Linked DNA regions of Mus musculus: region 1 is linked to region 2. Evidence: chromatin contacts called from public HiChIP or PLAC-seq data. All regions are on one chromosome and are shown on one strand. Each heading gives the region's core, a stretch centred on a gene start, on an enhancer-like site or on the middle of the called end of the contact. The rest is flanking DNA. Distances are from core to core; before and after follow the strand shown.

Region 1 (3,809 bases), core at 1,095-3,594, 200 kb after region 2:
AAATTAACTCAAACAAGTCAAAGACTCTTGATATTATATATTTGGCCATTTAATTTCCTCATATTTTTAATTCTTAACTACTTTCACTGTTTGATGATGTTTGCTGTTTTAATGTAACAAATGAAGTGGCAATCGTGGTGTTTATAGTTCCAAGATTTAAAATAAATAATACATAGATATTGTGCTGACAAGTTTTATGTCAACTGGGCACAAATTAGAGTCATTTTGGGAGAGAAAGCCTCCATTGAGAAAATACCCCCACCATATTGGCCTGTGGTGCATCTTCTTAATTGATAATTGATGTGAAAGGGCCCAGTTCACTGTAGGCAGTATTATCCTTGGGCTAGTGGTCCTGGGGAAAGCAGGCTGAGCAAAGCAAGACTGTAATCAAGACTTCAGGTGGCACTCATCCATAGCCTCTGCATCAGTTTCACCTCCAGGTTACTGCCTTCAATTCCTGCCATGACTTCTATGAATGATGAACTGCAATCTATAAAACAAAATAAACCCTTTCTTCCCTAAGTTGCTTTTGGTCATGGTGTTTTATCACAGGAATAGAAACCCTAATTAAGACAAATATCCATAAGCAAAGTGTAAAATCCTATTATTTATTTATATCATAAAGCAGTTTATCAGGGCTTTGGGTATTTAAACTACCTTCCACTCTGTCAAATAAAGATGAGGATATTAGCTTCACTCATGATTGCCCACCAAGTTCTAAAGTGTGGTGGGTAGCATGGAGTTGAAGTCCAACAGTGCTCTGTACATGGAGAGTATTCTAAACTACCAAGAATGTGAAGAGTAAGACAGGAGGAAGCTGGGATGAAATTATAGGGATTGTAGACCTTAAAAGGACCTTGTGAAGACTGAACAGAAAGACATAGAAAATGTGATTTCACTCAATTAAAAGAATTTCAAAGAAGCCTTTAGGAAAGAAGTACTCAGCTGCCTCAAATGCTGCCAAAGAAATGAGCAAAGATAAGAGCAACAACAACAAAGTGTCCATGGATTTACAGCAAAAGAAAGATCACCCACTGTGAAAACCTTGGTGTTTACCCTGCCCAGTCTCCCTAGACTCTAATCATACTGGACCACCTACATTTTGTTTGCCACTTGGCCTTTACATCTGTCTCCTGATGGGTATAAAGAATATACCACTGAAGAATTTTTGTTCTCAGACTATTCATTTTAATCTTGGAAGAATTACTTACCATAATGTCTCTGTGTGTTTGCACGATGCTTAGTAGTACGTTTTACCTTAGTACAGAACTTCTAAGTATACAAACTGCAGATACAAGATGAGGAATGTACCTTTGGGGCAGGTTAGGGTGAAGGTGGGTGTTGAGGACATTTGAGGACTCCACAGTCCCAAGCCAACTCTGAAATAAAGTTCAACATTGTTCCTTCTGCCTTCCATTTAAAATTGTGTTCAGTACTACAGGGGAAAGTACAGATGCTGGAGCTCCATGAACATTTAGCAGACTTTTAGGATTTTGTAGGTATAAGCAAAAGAGATGGCTCTGAAAACCAACTCTATCTTTAAGTTTCTGCTCTAACTGAAGAGCATGAAAGAGCTGGACATGAAACATCTGCCTTTAACTACTCACAGAAAGGTTCTTCCTCAAAATTTACAAATAATCACTTCCTAACAGCTCCCTTCTGTCCTCCTGATGTCACATTTTAGTTTCCCTATTTACACAGATCTCTAAGTGCAGATAGACGTCGACGTCGTGCACTTCATTGTCCCTTCTATACAGATTTTCCTAGCTGCATTGGAGGTGAGGCTCATTCCTTTTGAGCCCACATCCAGGTGAACATAGGGGTTGTTTGTTCTACTGGTTCATATTTCTCATCACATGAGTTGAACTATGTGTGTGAAGCACTGAGACTCTTACCTTCTCTCGGGGCTATAATAATCCCTGTGAATAGCCTAAAACACATTGAGAACTGATAAAGCCTACAGTGAAGTTTAAATCACACTAAGGGCCCCCAATAAGCTTATCTAGGTAAGTAACCCATGTTAGGTTGACCTCACTAGATGAAAGTGCAGGGAGGCCTGGTAACTTCCTGAGCCGCTTGTTGAAATGGCAGGCCCTTGCGGCTTGTTTCCAATAGCCTGTGTATTTTTAGTACTGCTTTTCATGTTAGCTTCCTGTTAACTACTTGCAGGAAATCTTTTCTTGGACATAATCTACCCATTTCCTGAAGTTTTCCTTTCCACATTGTGTCAGCTTGGGGATGAATCAAGTCAGCAGTTTTGGAGAAAGCTTGTTCTCTTCTCTGCCACAGCCTCTTTTGTGTGGAATACTAGTAAAGCTGCCTTTCTAGGGGAGATGGGGGAGGCAAGTCCTCAGTGTGTCAGACTCTGAGGCCTCCTGACACAAATGTGCTTTTGTGTGTGGAGGGGCATGTGTATGTGTTTTCCCCTGCCCAATGGACACTTTCATTAATTAGGTCTGGATGGTGTCTTCAGAGTTATAAACAATGGCAATGGAGATACAGAGCTGTCTCAGTGAGGCTATGGTGGCAGCTACTATATTTCCCTTTTTTGCCTCTGCCCCCACTCCTTTGTCCATTGTGAGTCTAGTCTGCTTTAAAGTAGCCTAGGTCCTCCATTGTCCCGTTCCAATTGCACAGACACTCCCTTCTTACCTTGAGAACTTTACACATAGAAGAGAGATTTTGTGTGTGTGTGACAAGCACAATAGCTCCTCATGTTGGCATGATGTTAAAACATGTGTTGACTCAAAGGGGACCTTTATACATGCTCAAGAGGATATAAACTAGATCAGTCATTATAGAAATCAGAATGGAGATTCTTTTTTTTTATTATTATTATTAGGTATTTTCCTCGTTTACATTTCCAATGCTATTCCAAAAGTCCCCCATCCCCACCCCCCCATCCCCTACCCACCCACTCCCCCTTTTTGGCCCTGGCGTTCCCCTGTACTGGGGCATATAAAGTTTGCAAGTCCAAAGGGCCTCTCTTTCCAGTGATGGCTGACTAGGCCATCTTTTGATACATATGCAGCTAGAGACAAGAGCTCCGGGGTACTGATTAGTTCATATTGTTGTTCCACATATAGGGTTGTAGTTCCCTTTAGCTCCTTGGGTACTTTCTCTAGCTCCTCCATTGGGGGCCGTGTGACCCATCCAATAGCTGACTGTGAGCATCCACTTCTGTGTTTGCTAGGCCCCGGCATAGTCTCACAAGAGACAGCTATATCTGGGTCCTTACAGCAAAATCTTGCTAGTGTATGCAATGGTGTCAGCGTTTGGAAGCTGATTATGGGATGGATTCCTGGATATGGCAATCACTAGATGGTCCATCCTTTTGTCACAGCTCCAAATTTTGTCTCTGTAACTCCTTCCATGGGTGTTTTGTTCCCATTTCTAGGAAGGAGCAAAGTGTCCACACTTTGGTCTTTGTTCTTCTTGAGTTTCATGCGTTTAGCAAATTGTATCTTATATCTTGGGTATCCTAGGTTTTGGGCTAATATCCACATATTGTGTGAGTACATATTGTGTGAGTTCCTTTGTGATTGGGTTACCTCACTCAGGATGATGCCCTCCAGGTCCATCCATTTGCCTAGGAATTTCATAAATTCATTCTTTTTAATAACTGAGTAGTACTCCATTGTGGAAATGTACCACATTTTATGTATCCATTCCTCTGTTGAGGGGCATCTGGGTTCTTTCCAGCTTCTGGCTATTATAAATAAGGCTGCTATGAACATAGTGGAGCATGTGTCCTTCTTACCGGTTGGGACATCTTCTGGATATATGCCCAGGAGAGGTACTGCGGGATC
Region 2 (3,905 bases), core at 1,192-3,691:
AGGTTTAGTTTTAAAATTATGAACTTATATATGTTTAATGCCTCACCTATAAGTTAGTTTTGATTAATCTGTTGCATTTTTCCTCTTTGTATCCTTTTGATTTTCAGTTGCTACCAGATGATGTGGATTTTACCTTGTGAGTACAGGGTATTTATAAAGGTTCTCAGTTTGTGTTCTGGTATATCATTAAGTTACTTGAAAACTATTCAGTACTTTTGGTCTATCATGTCTAAAAGAGGGCTCAGTGTACTACTGATTATTTGTTATGGTCTAGGCCTCAACCTTCCTAAGGCTGTGACCCTATAATACAGTTCTGCATGTTGTGGTGACCCCCCCAATCATAAAATTATTTTTGTTTCTACTTCATAACTGTAATTTTGCTACTGTTGTGAATCATAATGCAAATATCTGTGTTTTTTGTGAAAGGGTCATTTGACTCCCAAAGTGGTTGCCCCACACTGATAGAGGCAAGCCTTCCTGATTATTCTATCTGGCTGTGTGAGCATCCAGCCAACAAGCAAATACTGGTCCCTGTCTCTGCCAATCTCTGTGGACTATTCTGTTCACAACTTTGCATAGTTTCTTCTGTCTTGTGCTAATCAGTTCTGTACCTGACACACCTGGGCAGCACTCTAGCCATCTGGTTCCCACATGTCTGAGATTCTGCCCTTTGAACTGCAGCCATTTTGTTTCTGCAGACTCTTGACAGTTCCTTGACAGTGTTCAGAGAAGAGGGTGGATCCAGTCTCCCACTTTGGTCATATTTGTGGGAGGACAGTGGTGAGCCAGTAGATAAAGCCTGTGCTATTTTCCTGTGTCAGTCTCGTTCTGCCTCACCAGGACACTTCTTGCTTCTTGGAAAGGTCCACTAGAGCTCATTTCTGGAAGACTACCAAAGAGCATCATAGCTTTAAGGCAAATAGTTTTGATTAAACAGAGGAAAGTAAATTATAAGTATGCAATTTTATCCCATTATACTTTAAAAGGGCCTATTTACATGTCATCTCCTAAATTTATTTATTCACCTTTTATATGACTTTTAATAGTACTTGACCCAGACAAATATAAAATCTCTCTAGAGCTAAAGAGAAAGGGTGGCGGCAGTGGTGGTGTGTGTGTGTGTGTGTGTCCCACACTTTAAATAACTGAGAAGAGACCTGCTTTAGAACAGTTTTATATAGTTTTGGCCACTAGATGGTGCTATTGACAAGCCATCAATCCACTGACAAGTAAACTTTACCTACTTTTGTATATTTCTTTATTATTTTGAGCTTTCATAAAATCTGAAAATAATTTAAAATATAGAGCAGACTATAAAAATCTGACATAAGAAAAACAATTAAATGGTTGGAAGTAATTTTAGCATTGTTAATAGTTATAAAGTCAAGACACTTAAATGCTGTAAATTTACCTTTTAGTTTTTAAAAAATATATATTTGATGTGTATGTGTGTTTTGCTTGTATGTATGTGTGTGCAGCGCATGCATTCTAAGGCCTCGAATGCCAGGATGTGGCTTGAGGCCCCCAGGAACCAGAGTGAAGAAAGGGATGTTGGTGAGCACCATGTAGGTGTAGTGACTCGAACCCAGGTCCTCTGGAAGAACAAGCATGCTCTTAGCACTGGCCAAACCATCTCCCCAGCTTCTCACTTTAAAGTTTTTAATTATATTAAAAACATATAATCCTAATGTTTCATTTTGTGGTGTCTGCTTGTGTACATGACACTTTGAAATGTATATTTTCAAGAAGTCACTAGAGCCAGAGTGTGTTGGTTCATGGCTGTAATCTCAAGTACTAAGGACACTGAGGCAGGCTTGCCAGAAGTTGTGGTTAGTAATTATCACTTCAACCAGGGCTGCATAGTAAGATTATGTCTCAGAAACCCACAAAAAGGGCCATTGTTGTACTTATTAATAATGGTTGCATATTACCTAGTATTTGATATTGTTTCTTTGATTTATTACTGTAAGCTTATAAAAGATGTTAAAATTTCATAAATTCCAGACCTATCAAATTTGTTAATATAGTAAAAACTGGGGATTTGAATCTTATTCTAAGCTAGGATTCTGTAACCATCTAAGTCATTCTTTGGTTTGAATATCAAAAATGATTTTGTGCAGACTGGGGCTGCGGTCCGGCTGCCCCTGTCCTGGGAAGGCCTCAGTCACTGGCTCAGTCAAGGCGGACACTGCGCATCCACCTCCCCTTGCGCTCACTCTTCGTCGGATCTGCCTTTCTCGCCCACTGTCTTCCTCAGACTTCGCTTGTGCTGCTTGTACTGCCCTAACTTTGGGTTTGCCCTGTTATAGCGTTGGTAATGGATTTGGTGAGCTTTGCTGGCAGCATTAAAACTTGCAAACTGATGGCCTCCTGGAGCAGCTTGACGCCCGTGTTCTGTCAGCTCCGTGTTGTTTACCTCGCATCTGCTGCTGCTTCACACGGCAGCTCCCCAGCGCTGGAGCTGGCAACTGTAGTCGGCCGGCCGTTACGTTTCTTCTCCCACCCTCGTTTCCTTTGGATTTTTCACTTCCTTTCTTTGTTTACTGTGCTCATGCTCAGAGTTGCCTGCACTCACATGGAATAAATGATTCATGTCCATAATTCTTGGTTCATAAGAAATACAGTTTTTATGCAATAATCGTATTGATTGTGTTTCATTGATCCTTTCTAGTGTGCTGTGTGCGGCACCTTTAAGCACGCTGCTTTTAGGTTAAGTGCATATTTGAATAATTTCTGGAAGCCGTAATTTATATCTTGAATGTTTAACCAGTCCATATCTATGTAAGTTGTTGGTTAAATAATTTCTTTTGTGGTCAGAACTCTTGAATTCAGAGAGGGTCATACTTGGAAGGTCTTCCTCTGATTATGCCTAAAGATGTTTTTACGTTCTACTCAAGATAGGCAGAACCTGGCAAGGATGCAGATGCATGAATTTATTGTATTGATTTCAAGGCTGAAGTTCTGCATTAAGTAGATAGCATTCTGCCTGTATACTGTAAAGTTTCTTTTGGCTGTCTGCACTTCCATCCTGCCACATCCATTCTGAATGTAACCTTTTGCCTGCATGCATAGTCAGAATGAGAGAAGCATAACCTTGAAGGTGATGGGTTATTTCAATCCTGCTAGCAACAGCGTTTGTGGTTCACTAATGGAAATAGTCGCAGACTTTTGATCGGAAGGACTGCAGTTGGGCGCCTCTGTGATGGATGGGCTTGCTCCCCTCACAATGTTCTATAGGCAGGGGAAGTACGATCACTGCCTGTGTCATGTGCAGTATGCACTGTACCATCGATTCAGTGACAGAGACTTGTTAGACCTTCCTCCCTCTTCCTCTTTAGTCCCTTTTTATCAGCCGTTATCTTCTCCTTCTTGATGGCTCCTTACTGCTGAGGCTTCATTTCAAGATAACTTCATATTGTTCATTGGCATTCTGTTAGCAGTGTGGGCAATGCCATTCCACAATAGCCTTGGATGAAAGATTATCCTCATTATGTCAGGACTGAGCAGGAGAAATAGCATTAGAGAGAGACAGACAGACAGACAGGCACAGAGACAGACACAAAGAGGGAGGGAGGGAGGGAGGGAGGGAGGGAGGGAGAGAGAGAGAGAGAGATCATCGCTAAAGAGCCTGTGCTCTACCCCTGGCCTAGCTACTGACTAGTTGCCTAACTTGGAAATTCAGGAGATCTCTCTAGAATAGGGATTGCTTATTTTTGAAATTAAGTAGTTAGACAAGGTACATCTAAGTCTGTTATATATTTGAAGTTTTTGTATGCTTCTAAGTATAATTAAGCATTCAACTCTCCAAGTATGATAATGAATGCATATAAACCCAGCACAAGAGGCTGAGAGACAGGAGGATCAAGAATTCAAGGCCAGCCTGTCGCATTCCATAGCAAACCCCT

What was found. HiChIP or PLAC-seq counts read pairs in DNA pulled down with a chosen protein or histone mark.
Region 1: an H3K4me3 HiChIP or PLAC-seq map of bone marrow-derived macrophages shows a contact between it and region 2, with 2.9 times the contacts expected there. The contact joins two enhancer-like sites. A contact is called at or near these places in 4 of 484 Hi-C or Micro-C datasets (the G1E-ER4 cell line, bone marrow-derived macrophages, myocytes and 1 more) and 1 of 115 datasets of contacts at active chromatin or transcription factors (bone marrow-derived macrophages).

Annotation. Positions count from the first base shown.
Region 1 is chr7:97,170,252-97,174,060 of GRCm38.p6, forward strand. The region is part of intron 1 of Gab2 (growth factor receptor bound protein 2-associated protein 2); the gene reads left to right. Among named protein-coding and RNA genes, the nearest start is that of Gab2, 90 kb to the left of the region's middle. Within about 2 kb of position 2,345, at least 73 of the 459 cell types and tissues checked have an H3K27ac peak or open chromatin away from gene starts, as enhancers often do. A contact at or near this core is called in bone marrow-derived macrophages, where this site is marked.
Region 2 is chr7:96,969,395-96,973,299 of GRCm38.p6, forward strand. The region is part of intron 4 of Nars2 (asparaginyl-tRNA synthetase 2 (mitochondrial)(putative)); the gene reads left to right. Among named protein-coding and RNA genes, the nearest start is that of Nars2, 20 kb to the left of the region's middle. Within about 2 kb of position 2,442, at least 28 of the 459 cell types and tissues checked have an H3K27ac peak or open chromatin away from gene starts, as enhancers often do. A contact at or near this core is called in bone marrow-derived macrophages, where this site is marked.